Linked DNA regions of Mus musculus: all the other regions are linked to region 4. The links are chromatin contacts, called in public HiCAR-type and promoter capture Hi-C maps. All regions are on one chromosome and are shown on one strand. Each heading gives the region's core, a stretch centred on a gene start, on an enhancer-like site or on the middle of the called end of the contact. The rest is flanking DNA. Distances are from core to core; before and after follow the strand shown. Region 1 holds the start of Dnajb14 (DnaJ heat shock protein family (Hsp40) member B14). Region 2 overlaps Dapp1 (dual adaptor for phosphotyrosine and 3-phosphoinositides 1). Region 3 holds the start of Lamtor3 (late endosomal/lysosomal adaptor, MAPK and MTOR activator 3). Region 4 holds the start of Slc39a8 (solute carrier family 39 (metal ion transporter), member 8). Region 5 holds the start of Dapp1 (dual adaptor for phosphotyrosine and 3-phosphoinositides 1). Region 6 holds the start of Trmt10a (tRNA methyltransferase 10A). Region 7 holds the start of 4930579F01Rik (RIKEN cDNA 4930579F01 gene).

The links. Promoter capture Hi-C pulls out the DNA fragments that hold promoters and counts their contacts. HiCAR-type assays count read pairs that join an accessible place to other places. Capture Hi-C pulls out chosen DNA fragments and counts their contacts.
Region 1: a contact with region 4 is called in a promoter capture Hi-C map of liver, with 5 times the contacts expected there. The contact joins the promoter of Dnajb14 here to the promoter of Slc39a8 in region 4. A contact is called at or near these places in 11 of 39 promoter capture datasets (the 3T3-L1 cell line, the C10 cell line, cranial neural crest and 7 more), 1 of 484 Hi-C or Micro-C datasets (B cells), 11 of 115 datasets of contacts at active chromatin or transcription factors (astrocytes, cardiomyocytes, embryonic forebrain and 8 more) and 2 of 9 other capture datasets (adipose tissue and liver).
Region 2: a promoter capture Hi-C map of embryonic stem cells shows a contact between it and region 4, with 4 times the contacts expected there. The contact joins the enhancer-like site here to the promoter of Slc39a8 in region 4. A contact is called at or near these places in 4 of 39 promoter capture datasets (cranial neural crest, embryonic stem cells, liver and 1 more) and 1 of 115 datasets of contacts at active chromatin or transcription factors (large pre-B cells).
Region 3: a HiCAR-type map of astrocytes shows a contact between it and region 4, with 6 times the contacts expected there. The contact joins the promoter of Lamtor3 here to the promoter of Slc39a8 in region 4. A contact is called at or near these places in 5 of 39 promoter capture datasets (the C10 cell line, cranial neural crest, frontonasal cranial neural crest and 2 more), 2 of 115 datasets of contacts at active chromatin or transcription factors (astrocytes and extraembryonic endoderm stem cells) and 1 of 9 other capture datasets (adipose tissue).
Region 5: a promoter capture Hi-C map of pre-B cells shows a contact between it and region 4, with 7 times the contacts expected there. The contact joins the promoter of Dapp1 here to the promoter of Slc39a8 in region 4. A contact is called at or near these places in 4 of 39 promoter capture datasets (hippocampal neurons, liver and pre-B cells), 1 of 484 Hi-C or Micro-C datasets (B cells) and 2 of 115 datasets of contacts at active chromatin or transcription factors (large pre-B cells and pro-B cells).
Region 6: a promoter capture Hi-C map of adipose tissue shows a contact between it and region 4, with 4 times the contacts expected there. The contact joins the promoter of Trmt10a here to the promoter of Slc39a8 in region 4. A contact is called at or near these places in 9 of 39 promoter capture datasets (the 3T3-L1 cell line, the C10 cell line, cranial neural crest and 5 more), 2 of 484 Hi-C or Micro-C datasets (CD4 T cells and uterus), 4 of 115 datasets of contacts at active chromatin or transcription factors (astrocytes, neural progenitor cells, pro-B cells and 1 more) and 1 of 9 other capture datasets (adipose tissue).
Region 7: a promoter capture Hi-C map of hippocampal neurons shows a contact between it and region 4, with 4 times the contacts expected there. The contact joins the promoter of 4930579F01Rik here to the promoter of Slc39a8 in region 4. A contact is called at or near these places in 2 of 39 promoter capture datasets (hippocampal neurons and liver).

Annotation. Positions count from the first base shown.
Region 1 is chr3:137,866,408-137,869,107 of GRCm38.p6, forward strand. Dnajb14 (DnaJ heat shock protein family (Hsp40) member B14) reads left to right here and starts at 1,268. Exons shown (of 8, transcript NM_001033155.1): 1 at 1,268-1,649. The coding sequence starts at 1,517. It overlaps H2az1 (H2A.Z variant histone 1), which reads left to right. Exons shown (of 5, transcript NM_016750.3): 5 at 1-515. The coding sequence ends at 40.
Region 2 is chr3:137,937,438-137,940,137 of GRCm38.p6, forward strand. Dapp1 (dual adaptor for phosphotyrosine and 3-phosphoinositides 1) reads right to left here. Exons shown (of 9, transcript NM_011932.3): 6 at 1,700-1,762; 7 at 300-385. Among named protein-coding and RNA genes, the nearest start is that of Gm19708, 5.0 kb to the right of the region's middle. Within about 2 kb of position 1,339, at least 14 of the 459 cell types and tissues checked have an H3K27ac peak or open chromatin away from gene starts, as enhancers often do. A contact at or near this core is called in embryonic stem cells, where this site is marked.
Region 3 is chr3:137,917,122-137,919,821 of GRCm38.p6, forward strand. It overlaps Lamtor3 (late endosomal/lysosomal adaptor, MAPK and MTOR activator 3), which reads left to right and starts at 1,434. Exons shown (of 7, transcript NM_019920.2): 1 at 1,434-1,542; 2 at 1,752-1,797. The coding sequence starts at 1,789.
Region 4 is chr3:135,824,384-135,827,083 of GRCm38.p6, forward strand. It overlaps Slc39a8 (solute carrier family 39 (metal ion transporter), member 8), which reads left to right and starts at 1,274. Exons shown (of 9, transcript NM_001135149.1): 1 at 1,274-1,417; 2 at 1,857-2,307. The coding sequence starts at 2,089.
Region 5 is chr3:137,980,125-137,982,824 of GRCm38.p6, forward strand. Dapp1 (dual adaptor for phosphotyrosine and 3-phosphoinositides 1) reads right to left here and starts at 1,425. Exons shown (of 9, transcript NM_011932.3): 1 at 1,195-1,425. The coding sequence starts at 1,295. The region is part of intron 2 of Gm19708 (a long non-coding RNA gene); the gene reads left to right.
Region 6 is chr3:138,142,126-138,144,825 of GRCm38.p6, forward strand. It overlaps Trmt10a (tRNA methyltransferase 10A), which reads left to right and starts at 1,323. Exons shown (of 8, transcript NM_175389.5): 1 at 1,323-1,471. It also overlaps a transcript of Mttp not described here.
Region 7 is chr3:138,192,386-138,195,085 of GRCm38.p6, forward strand. 4930579F01Rik (RIKEN cDNA 4930579F01 gene) reads right to left here and starts at 1,446. Exons shown (of 9, transcript NM_001374685.1): 1 at 1,210-1,446.

The DNA.
Region 1 (2,700 bases), core at 18-2,517, 2.0 Mb after region 4:
ATCGCTGATCGGGAAGAAAGGACAACAGAAGACTGTTTAAGGATGCCTGGATTCCTTATTATCTCAGGACTCTAAATATTCCTAACAGCTGTCCAGTGTTGGTGATTCCAGTGGACTGTATCTCTGTGAAAAACACAATTTTGCCTTTTTGTAATTCTATTTGAGCAAGTTGGAGGCTTAATTAGCCTTCCAACCAACCAAATTTCTGCATTCGAGTCTTAACCATATTTAAGTGTTACTGTGGCTTCAAAGAAGCTATTGATTCTGAAGTAGTGGGTTTTGATTGAGTTGACTGTTTTTAAAAAACTGTTTGGATTTTAATTGTGATGCAGAAGTTATAGTAACAAGCATTTGGTTTTGTACAGACATTGTTTCCACTCTGGTGGATAAGCTCAATAAAGGTCATATCCCAAACTAGCTTTAAACTTGCTTAATAATCGGGACTTACCTTAGATCTCACTCAGCAACAAGTACATTCTCTGCTTACTAATTAAACAGTGCATCTGTAGTCATAACCCCGTGGTACTTTTGTTGTTTCTTTGTATCATATGACCTCTTAGGGTCTTAAAACTTGGGAAGAAGCTGGAGGTAACTGCTTTTGGCGTCCCCCCCCCCCCCAATTGACAGTTAACTAATGTGAAAGGGCCTGTATCCTAAGGTGGGACACAAGTACAGAGACCCTCAGGGTACAACGAAAGTACCTCCACCGAATGAACTTCGGATATAATTTGCTTTTAGTGACCAGACACAGGTGTGAAATGCTAGTCACATCTTGATTCATGCCAAGCATGTTCCATTATTATACATTGACCCCTTTCCCCTCCCTGAGCCTTAAGACATGTATCCTAATTCCTGGAGCAAATCAAACAGAATAGGAGGTGCTTAAGCAGCCTATGTGGATGAAAGAACTTCCTGCCTTACAGCTGCTTTAACCCAAAGAGCTGCATTGTACCTGCCAGGTGGCAGGTGGGTCAGATGTGCCGCTGAGAAGGGCTGGGGAACTGCGGGGGTTGGGGGTTCCAGGGCTTCCGATCCAAAGCAGGAAGCGCCTGTAGGACGAATCCATGCGGCAATCACTCCCTAACGGAGGCCCAGGGCTTCCCAAGACCTAAGGGCCAGGAGGCCTGGCCTCTGATCCTTGTGGATCTGGTCGTGAGGGTCCCTGTCCCCACCCCGGTGGCGCGGAAGGCGGGCTCCGGGCCACACCGGAGCCTAGGGGCCGGGGCGTCCGCGCTCCGCCAACCCACGGCCTCCCCGCCCTCCTCCCGGGTTACCGCGTCGGCTTTACGGTCCGCCAGGCCCGGGAGGGACGCGGCTGGCGCCGCTGCGGCCGCGGGGGGCGGGGAGGCGGCCGTGAGGAGGCGGAGCTGCGAGGCCGCCCGTCGCCGGGCCGCCGCCGCGGTGCCCGCTCCTCCCCGCGCCGTGCCGCGCCGTGCCCCGCCCGGCCGCCTCGCCTCCTCCGCGGCGGGCCCCCCTCGCAGCTGCGCGGCCGCGGACACCGAGGCAGGCGCGAGCCATGGAGGGCAACCGCGACGAGGCGGAGAAATGCGTGCAGATCGCTCGCGAGGCCCTGAGCGCCGGCAACCGCGACAAGGCCCAGCGCTTCCTCCAGAAGGCCGAGAAGCTGTACCCGCTGCCGGCCGCGCGCGGTGAGCCCCGGCCCCCGCCGTGACCCCGGCCCCCGCGCCCTGCGCCCCGCCGGCCGCGGCCGCTCCAGCACTCAGGGACACAGGCGGGGCGCTGTGGGGTGCTGGGTGACGGGTCCCCTCCCCAGATCAGCCTAGGCCCCTGTGAAGTGACAGGAGCGGGGACTCCAGCGGCTTCTCGGGCTTCACCATCCCCGGGTTCTGTAATTTGTCCGTTCCTTAAGCAAGTATCTTCGAATACCTTAGATGACACTGCTTTTCCCAGGGAGGAGAGAGCCCTTACAAGACAGCTCCACTTTCGAAAGGGATGGTGAAGTTATTGATGATTCCTAAATAGTGTCTGGTTTGATATGGCACCGTAAGTACCCGCAAGTTCGGTACATCGCTAAAGAGTAGGCTATGGACTTACCCTACTTTAATTCACCTTATTCATTGTCTAACTCTACAGTCAACACAACACTCACAAAGCGCCACGAGTTGTGCCTAGTATTTTATATGCCCCTCTTATTCCTCAGAAAAGTACCGTGTTATTTGACCATGTGCAGAAACTTTTGCCAAATGAATGAATGAATGAATGAAATGAATGAAAATACCTTGCCCAAGGTCGTATAGGAATGGGCAAAGTCATAATAGGCACTGAGTTTTAATCTCTACAAGGCCTTTACTACCGTTTTTTGGTTTTGTCTTTTTTTTTTTTTCCCATGCCCATAGGATGACATTTAACTGTTGTTGAAAGAATTTCCAGGTTAAGAGGATTAAGAGGAAACTTGATAAGCAGCCCCCTGTTTTAATTTATTGTTTTCTTAATTCTTTTTACATCGTTGAAGCCTTTTATCTCTGCTGATTTTCACTTTACCTTTTTGTTAGCATTGGGACAGGGCAGGAAAAGATAGTGAAAGAAAAGTTAATTGTAAAAAGTGTGAAATAAAAATTATCATTTTTAGGTGTACAGTTTAGTAGTGTTAAGTATTTTCATGCGTACCACAGGATCGGTATTTTTTTGTTTTTTATCTTACACCAGTTAAGTAACCCCCTGTACTCTCCTGTTTCCTGG
Region 2 (2,700 bases), core at 89-2,588, 2.1 Mb after region 4:
AAAGTTGCTTATGATGTGAATGAATGAATGAATGAGTGAGTGAGTGAGTGAGTGAGTGAGTGAGTGTGTCCTTGTTGCGCAGTGCACAGCCTGAACCTAGACAGCCTGCCTCTTTGTTGAAGCCACTTTAGAGGAGGTATTGTGGCCTGTGTAACTGGAGGCACTCCTAGCATGCCACACCGTCGTGTGAGGTTAGGTCCCTGTCCCTCCATCCAGATGTGTACACGTGAAGATAGATAGCTTTTGATTCCTTGGCTTAAAAGACTTTTAGAAACATTTCCTTTATGAATATATCGTACCAGAAACAGTTTACTCGTTCCTGTGAGTAATCAAATTGAACAGCTGAGCACTCTGTTAGGTCTAGGATCCGAATTGGTTCTGGTGACTGAAAAACAAAACGAAATGATGTCACATAAATAAACAAATGCGCGTGTCCATCCCTTAGCAAGGTTTCTGCTGCGAGCAACGGTCAGTTTCATTAAGATAACAGATGATGGCAAAGCCTGACACAGGGGAGACACACGCTGGGGTTTGGGATCTAGCTTTTCATGGATTAAGCACTGGGAAGACATTGCTGGGCCATACAGATGGCTCAGTGGTTAAGAGGGTGATCTGCTCTCCCAGAGGATCAGTGTTCGATTCCCGGCACCCATACCAGGCAATTTAAAACTGCCTGTAACTTTAGCACCAACCGGTTCAATGCCTCTGACCTGGTACCAATACTCATGGGTACATACTACCACACAGGCACATGTTCATGCACATTATTTAAAAATAAAATAATTTTATTTTTTGTAAAAAAAAAAAAAGATGGATGCCCCTTTTGTCAATTTACATCAGATCGATGTAGATTTTTAAGGAAGGAGTCATATTTTCTCCCATCTTTTAGAAACTTCTACTATTGCTGAACTCTTGTATAAAGAAAAAGTAAATCATTTTAAGTTGGCATGATAAAACGAACCTGGGCACTGGACATACTTTTGTTTATTTATTTATTTATTTATTTATTTTAATGAGAACGGAGATTTTTTTTTAAAGATGTTTTAAATTTATTTTTATATGAGTACACTGTAGCTGTCTTCAGACACACCAGAAGAGGGCATGAGATCCCATTATAGATGGTTGGGAGCCACCATGTGGTTTCTGGGAATTGAACTCTGGAAGAGCAGTCAGTGCTCTTAACCAGTGAGCCATCTCTCCAGCCCTGGATATGCATTTAAGGCAAGGGGAAATTGCCTCCTAGGCAAGAAGGCAAAGGAAGAATTCCTTTGTCCCAAGCAGAGGGAGCCAAATACTGCGGAGAGCGACAGCTGCACTGACCAATCAGCAGCCTCTGGAGGGAGCCCTCATTTTAGCAGAGTCAGAATAGATCAGGATCAAGAGCCCCGATCCTGGGCTGGCAACATGGCTCAGTGGGTAAAGATGTTTGTGGTCAAATCAAGCCTGATAATCCGAGTTTGATTCCCATGAACTGCTTATTGAAAGGAGAGATGCAACTCCATAGGTTGTCTCTGATCTCCGAACAAACTCTGTGGCCAGTGTGCCCCGCCCCCTCATAATTGGGTCTCTAGACTCTTGTTTCAGAGGATGTCTAGAACCTCACGGAACCAACACCTAAGCAGCGGCGGGAGTGGGGATGGGGTGAGGGTGAGAGAAGAGGGGAGAGTGGGGGAGGGGAGGGTACGCATGTCTTTCTCACCATCTGGTCTTTGAAATATTTCAGTTCGTTCCTTTGCAAAGTAAACCATCTTGTTTTCCAGGTCTAAGGGGAGAAAATTTGTTTGAATACAAGAATGTAATATCTAAACTTGATGGTTTATTTTCATTTTAAAAGTATATAAAGGATTAGATGAAATAAGCCTAAAATATTTGGGGGTATTTTTTTTTTTTTGAGGAAAGTTTCAAAATACTTATAAAAAAATAAGATGAATCTATGTTCCAAGATCACAATAGAAATACCACGAGTTTATTTAAATGAATAGAACCAGGTGTTTTAAATATTCAAGGTGATTTATAACAAGCCATTTAAGTTTCTGTTTTATTAATGCTATAATAAAAATTGCTATCAACTTTGAGACCCTTCTGTGAGCTATGTCACCACCCCAGAAATTTATGTATATTTGGTGTATACTCTTGAAACTTCATTTATATATAATGCATATTTACCCATTGCATATAAAGTAATGTCATCTATTATTATTTATTATTATTACTTTAAAGCGGATACAGTTGAAGTTTAGAATCCTTTAATCACATGACACTCTGACTCTTCTCTGGACTCAACAGCAGAAACTGTTGCTGCTGTTTCCTTCCTATGTCTTAATAATGCCCTGATCTGTCTCAGCTGGCAGAGCATCCAGTTAAAAGAGACAATAGAAGATTGCAGAATAAACATTCAACGGGCATAGTTGTTTATGCCTTTAATCCTCACACTGGATGTTGAGAAGTAAGACTGTATGCTTGAGGTCAGCCTGGGCTGTGAAGGAGACCCTCTCTGGATAGGAAATGAATCAATAAACAGGCTACAAAAAATGAATGTCTCCCATCTTCAGTGAGCATCCAGTCTAGTAAGGACAGAGATAGCTGCACGACTAGATTAGACTCAAGCAGCCTGGTTTACAGGAGAGAGGGCAGGACTCTGACTCTGACAGGAGCTAAAACACTGCATGACCATGGCTATGACATGTGAAAATTAAAGAG
Region 3 (2,700 bases), core at 184-2,683, 2.1 Mb after region 4:
ATTCTGGAAAGGTCAAGGAAGATTTCACTGAGAAACTAAACTTAAACTAAAACCCAAAGGATGAACAAAAGGGGGGCTGAGACACTAAAGAACAACTTCATGCACAGTGGGCCAACCAATGCTATCACAAACACGCTGGCTCACACAGCTGAGCGGGCCTGCCGGAGATCAAGCCAGCCAACATTCTAGCATGCAGTGGGGATGGTTGGTGAGCCTACCTACACTGAAGTGCTATGGGCAATTGATGGCTTCTGAGAGAGGTGTCAGTGTTCTTTAAGGGTGATCTCTGGTAGGTTGGCCATGCTCCATTGGCTAGTCCCACAGGCCCCGGAGATGATCAGCCCAAACTGGACTTGATAGGTTATGGGGGCGGGGGGGGAGGACACAGTTTGAAGGGTACAGACATGGGGGTGAACCTAAGGGGAGTTAGAGCAGAAGAGTCAGGGGTAAATATGATCAAAATGCATTGTATGAAATTCTCAAAGAATAAAAGTATTAAAACTTTGTGGAAATGAAAAGAAACTTGAGTGGCGATTTAGTAAAAGAATTCCAAAGTAGGTGCTCCTAGAGAGCTTACCGTTTTCTTTAACGGTACACGACTGTTAACATCTGCAGCAAAAGCCATCAGCTTCCATTCCCCCTCCCCGCCCTCCCCCCACTCCCCCCAGCTCAGGCAGCCACTGGGGAGTATTTAGATCCCAGGTGATTTTCGTTTGTCCTCAGGGTTTCTACCAGAGTCTCCTAAGCGGATTACATGGCTGCCCTCTACCACAAAAGAGTTATCAACGCGTCAGTAATGAGAAACACCGGGCCAAAGCAAATGGAGAAGCCTCCCTTTTGCTAAGCTTTCTTGCCTTGCCCTTACAGTGGGCTTTCTTGAATGTACAAACACCAACAAAAAATATAGGCAGTTTTTATTTTATTTTAAGAAGATACAACAAATGCAGGCCCAAGAGCCAAAGCAGGCAGCCCAGTGCATGCGTGTTCAAAACGGACTTAGCAAACGAGCCCATAGGCCCATGGCTCCTGCACTTCTAGGTAAAAACCCAAGAGAACATGTGGTAGCAGCACCGTTAGGAAACTGGCTTGTAAATTAGGTTATCCAAGGACCTGGGACTTCTAATAAGTAGGCTGCTCAGTTTGTTCTCCTCAAACGTCTTCATTCATAAAGATTTACATAATGGGTCTGGGAAAGGTGTACACATACTCCGCACAGGATCATCTTCCGTTGTAGGTGAGTTGGATGGAAATTAAGGTGCAAGGACCGCAGATGCCAACCCAGCTGCTCGTGGCGCAGCGCGCAGGCGCAGGAAAAAAAAAAAAAGCCTCCAGGGGGCGGGGCGGCCGCGCGCGCAATTTCCGCCCGGGTCTCCCCGGAAGTTCCGAGTCCCGGTACTGGAGGGTGCAGCAAGTGCTTCCTGGATCCCGCGGAGGTCACGAGTAATGTGACAGCGACTTGACAGGCGGCTTCAGAGAGGCGACTGAACTGCGGGAACACCGGGGCAGGTCTTCCCAGGCTGGAGCGCGCGTGCGTCTGCAGAGGTCGCCGCTCCTCTCAGCTCGGGGACAGAGTGGGTGGGGAGAGGTGGGCTGGCCACCGGGCAGGGTCCCCGGGAACCTCCCCACTCCCTTGACGGAGATCCAGGGCTCTCGCTTGGCCCTGGAGAGGGTGGATCTCGTGATGCTGTCTGGGTCTGGAGAGGGTGACTAAGCCTCGGGTGCGGGGGAAGTCACGGAAGTTTTCCTTCCAGGAGTGGAGATCGATTCTGCGAGGAAAAGGGGTTCATCATGGCGGATGTAAGTTGACACCCCTTCCCAAGAAAAAGGGGAGGTGGGAGGTTTGCATACGGCTTCTGAGAGGAGAAAGGTAGAAATGTGTTTCAGCCTCGCCTCTCTTCCTGGATTTGTAGTAAGGACTTGCAGGGGCCTGAGCTTCTGTCAGGACCGGTTGTGATGGGCCACTAAGGTGCTTTAGCCTCAGAGAACTATATATTCTTCCACCTCCTAATCCTATTGGAGCATACAAGAACTCTGTGTGGGTGGCACTGGAAATTCTGAAGGATGACTGGCCGCCCTTCCAGTCAGTACCTGTTCATAGGACAGTGCTCTGAATCCTCTCCCAGTAAATAATGCTCTTGGTGTCTCAGTAGGCAGTGTTGGGAGTCTAAAAGGATGGCTAACGCGTGCCCCCTTAACAAGCTATGTTCCGTTTCTATGTGTCTGTTTAAGACGAGAGCAAAAGTAAGTTTGTGGTGGTAACGTGGGAAAGGACACTCATTCAGTTTGGGAGATAGAGGTTCAAAACAGCACACATTTAGAGTGGAGGTCATAATTGTCAGTATCTTTGCCAAGAAGCTGAATGTTAGAATAGTTTATCGGAATTAGGATCATTTAAAAAAAAAAATTCATGGGCAATCTGGATGCCCGGACATGGGAAGAGATTTATAGAGGATTCTCAAGTGAATACGGTAGCATCCGGATGTAAAATATTAGGAAGCACGTGACCTCATTTTACAGCAAATCTGTATTTGTGTGTCCCAATTCCAAGTACACTGACATAGCCCTTACTAACCTTTGACAGCGTTCTTAGGTTGTAGGGTCTGTGATTATCCCTGTAGACATGTAACGAAGCATATAATGAAACTGAGGCCTAGAAAAAGGTTAACTAACTTCTCCCAAGTTATACACGTCAGAGATGAA
Region 4 (2,700 bases), core at 24-2,523:
AGGTTTGCCCTTTGAGCATCAGTACCGTTCTGTAAATTAATACCAACATCGGACAGATTTTTTTTTTTTTTTAATTGGAAAGAGTCCAGCCTCAGGATCATTTAGTTCACTGCCTTTCAAGGCAGGGCTTTTTGTCATGTACAGGTGAGTGCTTCTCACCTGGGATCTGTTGATCTGAATTGCTTCCAGTCATGAAGAAATTATTCTCCACATTAAGGCTTGGCACACTTATGCAGAAAACTTCCTCCTGGCAGCTGCCCTGTACAGCTGCCTAATGCCTCTGGTGTGAGACGGAACATATCCCCACCTCTATCACAGGAAAGTCCTTCTGTTGTTCTTGCCTAGGCCCCCATCTTCCTAGAATCCAGCACCCCCGCCCCCGCCCCCCCTCCTGCCACACACACACACACACACACACACACACACACACACACACACACACACGGGGGGGGGGAGAGAGAGAGAGAGAGAGAGAGAGAGAGAGAGAGAGAGAGAGAGAGAGAGAGAGAAAGAGAGAGGGAGAGCGCCAAATTTCTTATGAGTAATAGTTTCTTTTTCCTTCTACCTTGTTTTTCTGTTAGCTGTCTGCCTGTTTTTAAACTTGCTGTTTTTAGGAGGGTAAAACACACACACACACCCATCCTGAAAGGCATGAACAGCACTTTGAATTCTTTTTCTGACAGCCGAGCGGGTTTCACTTTATTTCTTTATTTCTAGATCGTTTCATCCACCGGACACAACCTTTGTCCCCAAACACCACATTCACTTTACACAAACTTGTTGACCTGACACCCAACTCAGCTTTTCTTGAACCTTCGTCTGAGCAAATAAACATTCCTTGTGATCTGCGGATATCCCGAGCGGCGTCAGGAAGGGCCCGCGAGGCCCCTGCTGGCTCAGCTAGCCCACCAACTTGCGACTGATTTGGTTTCCTCTTTCTCCTCTGATTTTTAAGAAGTGAGGCAAAAAACCAATTCCTGTTCATTTTTGAGACAATGCAAGGGGCTCTAGACACCGTTGCAGGAAGCTGATTTCATGGAGGTCACCAAAAAAGTGGGCCGGGACACCAGGAAGGGGGCTAGGGATCCCACCGTGGAGGTGGGCTCCAGGGAGTAGGCACCACAGCGGCTGGGATGGCAGACAGAGAGGTAAGCGCCCCGGCGTGGACGCACTTGGGAGATCAGCCTGGGGGAGTGTGACACCACGTGCTTCAGGGGCGGGGACAACACTCTCCCTCCCCTTCTTATCTCTAAAGGGTGCAGGGCCTGATCTCAGAGTTTCTTAGAGAAAGGAGAGAGAAAGACAGACAGAGAGAGAGAGAGAGAGAGAGAGAGAGAGAGAGAGAGAGAGAGAGAGAGAGAGAGAGAGAAGTATTTTGAATATATTTGAACCTCAGGGGCTGACATAGACAGTAGAGGTGAGAGGCTAGCAACTTCTCCGTTTCAACTTGCCAAGCTCACAGCCAGTTGTGCAGAGAGGGTCCAGCGTAGACGCGGGAACCTGGGGACCCCGAGGGAGTGTTTCTCTGCAGATTTTTGGGGGGTGGGAGCTTCAGTCCCGACCCTTCCACGTTTCTGCGGCGGGAAAAAAAAGCCTCAAGACAGGAAGAGGAGTTGGGGTTGCACAGTCAGAGGATTTAGTTCCCCGAAGTGTGGCGCGGTTGGGGCTTTATATCCGGGACAAGCGAGAGTCACCACACTGTAAGCAAATCCTGGGGCTTCAGCAAACCAGGCTCCGGGCAGCTGGCCCCACGCCCGGCTCGGAGTTCGAGACTCTGGCCACTCAGAGCTCTGGGGCCCGCAGACTGCTGACCCAGTGCCCTTTATCTCTGTCCCCCTTTGTTCCTTTTATCTCAGGCTCCGCAGGAGGCTCCGAGAGGCCACACTGCCTATCGCCCTTCTGGCTGTTCTACCTCTTCAATGCCCCGAAGGTCTGAGACTGCAGAGCGGGGGCACGGAGTGTCTCGCTAACTGGGCCAGGCAGTGACGCGGGACCGGCGCACCCTCCCACCCCCACCCTAACGGCACTGACACCGGGGCACCGGCGCGGGTCCCTGCATCAGCTAGCTCCGGAGCTGCGCGCTCCACGATGGCTCCGGGCCGGGCAGTGGCCGGGCTGCTGCTGCTGGCGGCCACCAGCCTGGGACACCCCTCGGAGGGACCGGAGCTCGCCTTCAGTGAGGATGTGCTGAGCGTGTTCGGCGCCAACCGGAGCCTGTCGGCCGCGCAGCTGGGGCGCCTGCTGGAGCGTCTGGGGGCTGCATCCCAGCAGGGAGCGCTGGACCTGGGCCAGCTGCACTTCAACCAGGTAAGGGTGGCCCCGTTCTCTGCAGTTTTCTCAGATTCCCATCCCCAGAGCAGTAGCACCAGAGAAAGGATTTCGTGAAGTTTTTCAAGTTTGAAGCGGTCATTTGATCCTCACCGGTTGGTTCACCGGGCATTAAGGGACTTGAGTTAGAGATCTGGCAAGCCAAAATGAGAAGTTGAGCTACCAGAGGACTTGTTGATCTATAGAAAAACGGATAGGTCTACGAAGTAGTTGAGGGCGGAAACTCACCCAAGATATGAACTTTAGATAGGAATGGTATATTTAATTCTTAAGGAAAGAGCCATTTACTTAACTTACACATTCAGCAGTAGGAACCTGTCACCTGCGGTCCTTATCAGTTTCAGGGTGAGTGACCACTCCCATTTAAAAACA
Region 5 (2,700 bases), core at 175-2,674, 2.2 Mb after region 4:
GGTCCTTGGCTTTAAATTTAAACAGAGAATTATTGAGAGCTGCTTTTAGACTTTTTATTAATTATCATTACATGTGTGCATGGTGTGTGTGTGTGTGTGTGTGTGTGTGTGTGTACCCGTCTGACATATCATCTGTGTGGAGGTCTGCCGAGTGGGTCCCAGGACTCAATCTCAGGCTTAGCCAGGCTTAGCCGCAAGCACCTCTACTTGCTGTGCCAGCATAGTGCCGTGAGAAATTTTACAGTAACACAATATAAAATGATACAATCTCTAGTGTAAACAGAAATTTCAACCCATTCTCAGAGGAGGATGGGGCCTCTGGCAGGTAGCTGTCTCAGCTTTGTTATTTCACTGATGTGACCGATAAGATGGGGTTTAAAACCCTTTCGTGTTTATTGCCATCCTATGCAAGGTGACAGTATGTCTTTATGTCATTGGGTGATGAGGAATTCCAGCCACTTAGGTAGACAACAGGTCCAGAGTCCTCTCTCTTGGGAAACACAAGCGTGTAGGTGCAAGGCTTTGTCTCCAAGGAAACCTCCTTTCTTGTCTGAGTAGCCCTTTTTTCTTTACTAAATGTCCGGATGAGCTGTGTCATCAGGGTCCCTTCTGATGAACTCTGATGATGTCACCTAACCTAAACCTGTCTATCTGAAGCCAGGCTGTTGTTATCTTGTGTCTAAAGGCTATGAAAGAGCTCCCATTGCTGTGTGAGAAGGAGGCACCGTAGAAACATGATTGTCGTACAAACTTCCTCATTCTTTTTCTTTTGAAAAAAAAAAAAAATCCCTCTTACTCACAGCCGTGTAGTCTTTCTGTTTATGGAACCAGTGACACAGTTCACTGCCAAGAGGTGCACTCAGAGTTCTTCCACCTCACTTTAATGATAAACTAGCCCAGTATCAAAGAAACAGACGATTGTATGCACACTCCCCAGCTGCTGAAGGATGCCCAAAAGTTGATTTTTTTTTTATCACATTCTCTCAGTGTAACTGTTCTCACTTTTAGAAAAATATCTTACACTTTTACAATGAATCAGCGCCCCCAGAAGGAAGTTCCTACAGGTCAATTAAACTGGCCAGGTAGACGACCATCAGGTGGCAGTGGGAAGAGACTCGAATCCTGGAAACACTGGTCAGAGCGGCGATTTTTCAAGGAACTGGGAAGTTGTACTCATCGAAAAAGCGCTCTTACCCCAAATCCTGGAGCAGGTCTGTGCCTCCATCTGCTCTGCCCCACAGCTCTGAGGGATCCTGGGTACTCATGTTCCCTCCTAGAAGTTCTGCTCTGCCCATAAGTTCCTTTGCTTCTGATGGCTGACTCCCCGCCAGGTGCTGTATGAAGAGAGAGATGGGATCGGCTGCTGCTGGACGCGCTGCTCCTCCTCGCTAAGGCAGGAGCCGGCTGGGGCTGAGTCTCTGGCTAGCAAGGAAGTGAAACTTGGTTGCTCCTCCCACACTGCCTCTGCCACCGTGGGCCTGAGGCATAGGCAGGGGTGTTCTGTCAGTCAGGAAGTGTGCTAACTAACCCCTCTGGCAGCAGAGCACCTCAGTCACCACAACGTATTGTCAAGTTAGATTTTGCCAAAGAAAACAGAAGGACCACCCGCCCAACCAGGATGGGGCGATTAGGTCAAACTCTTTCTAGGAGTCCAAACTGTAGCTTCTCCTTACCAGGGTTTGCCTGTAGTTTGGGGGGGGGGGCGGGGAGGGGGCTATGTGCACGCGCACACCCACCTCACACAGCGGCACAAGGAACACCGAGGAAGCTTCGACGTCAGATACATCTTCTGAAGGGGTTAAAAAAATTATAGGTAAACAACCAGTCCTGCTCTAACCTACTTTGTTTCTGGTACTGGCTCAGGATTTCTTTCCAATATTCCCTTGAGGTTTCTGTAGGGGAACACTTGTTTCTCTTATGGAAGAAGGTTTGGGGGCAGAGGCTGTCGCCAACATGCCCAAAGACCTGGGTTCCATCCCCGCACCCCATAAGATCCTGTAATCCCAGCACTCTAGAGGTAGGGGCAGAAAAGTCAGAAGTTCAAGGCTATCCTCATCTACTTGGTGAATTTGAGTCCAGCCTGGGCTATGTGAGTCCCTGTTTAAAAAACAAACAAGGCAAAGGACTGAGTAAGAAGGCAGAAGAAAGTTAAAGAACAGCATCTGTCGGGGGTGTACCCAGTAGGCTGAGCTACGCTGTCCGGGGGTGTACCCAGTAGGCTGAGCTACGCTGTCCGGGGGTGTACCCAGTAGGCTGAGCTACGCTGTCCGGGGGTGTACCCAGTAGGCTGAGCTACGCTGTCCGGGGTGTACCCAGTAGGCTGAGCTACGTACGCTGTTCGGGGTGTACCCAGTAGGCTGAGCTACGCTGTCCGGGGTGTACCCAGTAGGCTGAACTACCCTGGATGCAGTGGTGTTTAGACTCATAAAGAGGAAATTCCATCTGCCTGGATGTGTATCAGTGGATGGATAAAGAGCTCTCTCTCTGCATGTTCCCCCTCCAATATCCCAAGATGAACTAGGGTTCATCTGAGGGCTGTTCCATTTGGTATCCTAAAGAGACTGATAGAACGAAGACCTTGTTCTACACAGGCTGCCAATGTCTCCTTAGGAACCGTCCTCTCTTCTGTTTCCCAATGGTTCCTGGGACTCTGGCTTTCTCTGGTGAGAAAGTCCTCAGTGCCTAGAGGCAGTCCTGGGG
Region 6 (2,700 bases), core at 73-2,572, 2.3 Mb after region 4:
TGTCAACTGTGTTAAACAAGCCTGAGTTTTATAAATCAATGACTTCCTTACATCACAGGACTTTATCTTAAACTTTTATATGCTTCTTTGGCTAAACTGCAGTTTTTACTCGTACCTTTTTTTTTTTTTTTTTTTCATACTTTGGATTGATTCTGCAACCATGAGATCAAATAACCAAGTCAAATTTGGTCACATCATAAAAATGAGGATTTTTCTCCTAACTTAAAAACTCTTTTAGATATCAAGGATGCTAGGCATTACCTCTAAAACTGTACCGTTATTTTAAAGACAGATCCCATAAGGGCAACAGAACAGCTGCTGAAAGATCTGGCACACCACTCTGCCAGCCTGAATTTAATGACCTACATGTGAAGGGCTCCATATCCAGTTACTAACCCTCCCTCAGCTACTCTCTGCCCTGATACGGAGGCAGCCGAAAAAAGATGCCCTACTAACAGCTCATAAGTGGATTCACATTTTACTGCCAATGTTCAGTTAACAGAAATCTCTAAGATTTGAGAGATCCACAACACAGAGCATGTGATCCACATCTTTTTCCAAATAAAAACAGAGTTTAAAAAAGATCTCCCCCACACACTAAATTCAGAGACGATTCAGTTCATTTAAGAGCCTGTAACAAGTTCAAAAGGTCAAGCAACAAGAAAAATCTAATGATGGGTCTTTATTTGAAAAATAGTTTTTTATCTGCAAATTCTACAGATTCATCCATCAGAAAAGCCAAATTAAAACAAAACAACTACAAAAAGACCAACCTACCCAACTGTTTGGTTTTTCTTTTTCCCTCGGTTGACTTGGTCTATATTTAGCAAAAAGATTATATAAGGTCAAGTATTTACAAACGATGAAATATCACTAGTGTTTTGCAAAACAGCATAAACAAAACCTCAAAGGATGGACTGTAAAGTATTATGTTTTACTAAGGACATAAAAAGAAAACTTTAAAATTCCTAAGTTCGATGAATTTCTATTAAAAATTTCAGTTTACAATTTTTTCACTTATGAAAGACCATTGGTAACTTTCTTACATAAATTAGAAGTACGTTGGGCAATACTAGATCATCCTCTCAACGCAGAAAAAAATAAGAGCATTTCGTCTGTTTCGCATTTCAATTTCTTTCAGTGGGGCGATCTTCGCCTCGAGACCCGAGCTTACACAGGCCTGTGGGTAGAAATGCAACGCTTGACCGGGAAAAACGCCTCGCGGTAGCCACTAACCATTCCCGCAAAACCCAGGCCCAGACCCCGCCCCCTACAGGCTCCTCCTCTTTCTCCGGTTTGGAGTTAGCGCAGTCCGATGACGTAAGCCGTAAGTGCCGTAACCGGGCGCGCAACCACCGCCTCTGCCTCTGGGAGTTGAAGTTTCTGAAGGAGGACGACCGCGTGGAGCCGAGAACACTTCAGAAAGGCTTTCTAACCGCACCCCGGCGTTCCCCACCGGCCCCGCGGCACGGTAAATATGGCACTGCGGCTGTCGTGCCCCTGCCCGTTGGTATCCTTTCGGATGCCAAAGGAGCGTGAGCTACCCTAGCCTCCGCTGCAACCAAGGCTTCCGGAGTAGAGGGTGAGGGCCTGGGAAGTAGTTGCCGGTTTGCGGAGGAAGTGGCGTCAGGTGTGCGTTTTCCACGCCCCTCGCCACTCACGTGCCGTCTTCCAGAGTCGTGATTGGTCAGCTGCGGTTCGTTCGCGGGCGCAGGGCCCCGCTCGGGGCGTGCGCGCGCCCGGTTGTCGCCGCGGTGTGCGCTCCGGGTTTCTGTTGTTTAGGAGAGTCCCTACCGGAAGTGTGGCAGAAAGGAGCCATGTGGAGTCTCAGGGTAGCTTGTCGCAACGCTGCGTTGCGCCTAGAGGGCAGGCGAGCCGTTTTCCCTTCTTTTCCTCTTTTTCCTTCCCTGGGTCAGGCCGTCGCATGTAAGGGCGCCGAGGGGCAGTTGCTGCCCAGGCGGCTCGGCCTCGTGGTCAGCTGAGGATGAGGTTAAGATGGACGCGTTACCGGTTGCCACTGAAATATTTTGTGTTTAAAATGTGGTTGCGTGTCCGGAGATGTAAAATTACTCATTTAAAAAAAAAAAAAAAAAAAAGCTCTCCTGAGATTCCCTCCCAAGCCAGAACTCAAGCCAAAGGGACTTTGACAACTGAACAAAGGGCTATTGCTACTGCGGTACAGACCAACGCGTTTAAAAATAAAAAAAAATAAAATAACATAAAAATACCCTGAAGTAGGCATGTATTGATTTTAGAGTTACCGAAAAGAAAGCTTAAAGACTACGAGGGCCGTTTTAGTCGATTTGATAACAGCCGGGTTTTTGTCTTTGGCATTAAGTGACGTATGCTCTTCCCCACACCAGATAGTCTTTGTCAGTATTACTCAGTTTTGAGTTTTGTAATCCTGTCTGATAACTTATATCCAAGAATTAACCATCCAGGTTTTTTCTTTTTAAGATATGCTAAAGTAAAGTCTCAGAGTTGTTTTATCTTTCTGTAAAATGTTCTTAAATACTTGTTAGACTTGGATTAGTGGATTAAAATGTGCTTTAAGCATCACTGCTGGTCTGGGAGAAGCCTCAGACTCGCTGCCATAGAGATTCACCTCGTGACCCAAACTAAAGCCGTGTGTTCAAAAGTGCCGTGTTTTACATAATGCATCAAATTCTTACTCTATTACTTAGTAGACAGTCGGAGCGG
Region 7 (2,700 bases), core at 196-2,695, 2.4 Mb after region 4:
GAGGGAAATGTGAAGACTGTGTGCGGAATTTAGTTGCACATCACATTCGTCATTCCAAAATCTACAGCTGAGGAGATGACTCAGCACTTAAGAGAACTCGCTGCTCTTGCCAAGGACCCAGACTCGTTTCCCAGGACCTACACTGGGCAGCTCAAAACTGCCTACAAGGCCAACTTCAGCGTATCTAAAGCCTTCTGGCTTCCACAGCTCTTTGTGCACGTGATGCATACCCATACATTCAAGTAAAACTTTGTGTGTGTGTGTGTGTGTGTGTGTGTGTGTGTGTATGTATGTATATATATTTAATATAAATTAATTGACAGAAGTTTCAAAGATACTTCCGAAAGCAAAATTTCCTTTCTTGTGGTCTCTTGATTCTACCCATGTATCAGTAAATTATCGAATTTTATTTAAAATAAGGGAAATACAATCCTCCAAAGAGAAGGATTGGTGAAAAAACCCAGTTAATGTTATTCAGAAAAAATGCCCTGCCCATTTGCATAAAATATTAATACCCTTAAGTTCAAAATAGTACACACATAGCACACGGGTTTACAAAGGGAACAGACAGGATAAGGAGGCACTGTAAGTCACGTGCGGTGGCCATCTTGTACAGCTGTTGCTGGAATCATGAACACTGCTCTCCCACTCTTCCAGCCCAGAACACACCACAGTTGTTCCTGGGACTTCTTCTCATACAGGATGTATTGTTCTGGGTATGCACTTTCTCCAAAAGGAGTCCTAACACCCCCTTGTAGCAATCCCCATTGTCACCCCAGCCTCACCACCTTCTAACCCCTTTTCTTCTTCAAAGCACTCTTCATAGCACCTGCTCCTCCCTGCGTTTTGTTTTTAAACATGTCACTTCTTCATGGCTCCTTTCAATAGGGTGTCATCATCAGGCGTGCCTTGATTTACCCCGGTGTTTCATCTTCTTTCCTGCTGTGCACACACCTGGTATAAACTCAACAATTGCTGTTAAATGGGCTAGCAATTTTTCCCCACAAGATAAATGTCTCTATGAATAGTGCAGTGCTGTTAGTACGGACGGTCTCCTCAATATAAGTGACTAACTTTAAAAGACAGCATCCTTTTTTCTCAAAATGGCCTACTTGGTTCTTGTATGCCTTAAAAAGCATATTTGAGACTCATAAGTAAGCATACCCGAGATGTTAGCAATTGTTTCTAACGATGAATAGAAAATTATACCTGAGAACGGCTTTAAAAGCAGATAATTTAACTGATAGAAGCTCAGGTCTGCCGATGGCCTTCCAGCCTCATATTGGGTCTCGGCTGAATTTTGTTATTTCCTTAAATCTCGGACTTAAGGAGATTTTATCGATGGAAACAGCTGACTGTCTGATGCCTCCAAAAGAGCAAAGCGGTGTCTCTTCAGTTTCTCCCACTCACACTCCAATGGGTCCAGGTGCCTGCCTCCCTGGTTGTGAGGAGATAGGTTAGCAACGGATCAGCATTGTGGGAAATCTAAGTTCCAGAACTCTGTAACAGCCATTGCTCCAGGCCGCTTGTTACACAGCTTCACTAGCATGGCACAGTGCATCTCTTGCTGGTTTCAGACGGGGTATGGTGGATGTGCTGCGGATCTCAGGAAAAGAGGAAAGGGAGAAAGTCAGCCCAGTGCGTGCTATGTGACAGAAACAGCGGTGGCAGTGGGGTTGCTGGGAAGGCCTCCCAGTCATTGTGAAAGGACACCATTTGAGTCTCAGGGGTGGGAAGAGGCGGTCTCAAGGCGGGGGAGGGAGGTTGAGGAAAAGAGAATAACAGAGTACCCATAACAGGAAAGGGGAGGGCTCGGAGAGCAAGCGGGCGGGGCAGAAGGAGAGGGGAGGGGCATGGTGAGGGAAGGGATGGTGGAAAATAAAGGAACAAAACAAGGTATGTATTAAAGAACGTCACAATGAAATCCATTACTTTGTATGCATGATTAAAAATAAATTAAGGAGAGTGAGAGGGAGGAAAAAAAATGAGGAGAAGCTGGGTGTGGTGACCCAGTCCTATAGTTCCAGCCTTTGGGAGAATTAAACAGAAAGATTGCCCGGGCTACAGAGTAGGACCCTATCTGAAAAATCAAAGTGACAACAAATAATGGGCAAAGTTCCTCGGATGTCTAACAAACTTCTCAGGAGTGATTAGCGAGTAACAGCAAGAAATGCAGCGCTTGTGTTCCTGAGCTCCTAGAAACAGCATTTTAACTCTTTACCGTTTACTGTCTTGTAATGTGCTCACTCCCTCTCCACCCCTTTCACATACACCCCCAACAGCTCCACCATCCTTACCACAAGGTCTTCATAGAATTGGCAGCATTCTGTTCCATCCGTCAACCTCCCAACCCATGAGCTGAACATACCTTGTTTTCTTTGTATGTCAGCTGGTCTCTTACATTTTATTATAGCAACATGAAGCTGACTGGGGCATAACATACATTAAGAATGTTTACATGTGCCGGGCAGTGGTGGCACATGCCTTTAATCCCAGCACTTGGGAGACAGAGGCAGGGGAATTTCTGAGTCTGAGGCCAGCCTGATCTACAGAGTGAGTTCCAGGACAGCCAGGGCTATAGAGAGAAAGCTTTTCTAGAAAAACAAGCAAAACAAAAACAAAACAAAACAAAAAGCAAAGAATGTTTATATGTGTAGCATAAACAATCGTGTTGTGGGGCATCCACAAGAGAAGACTGCT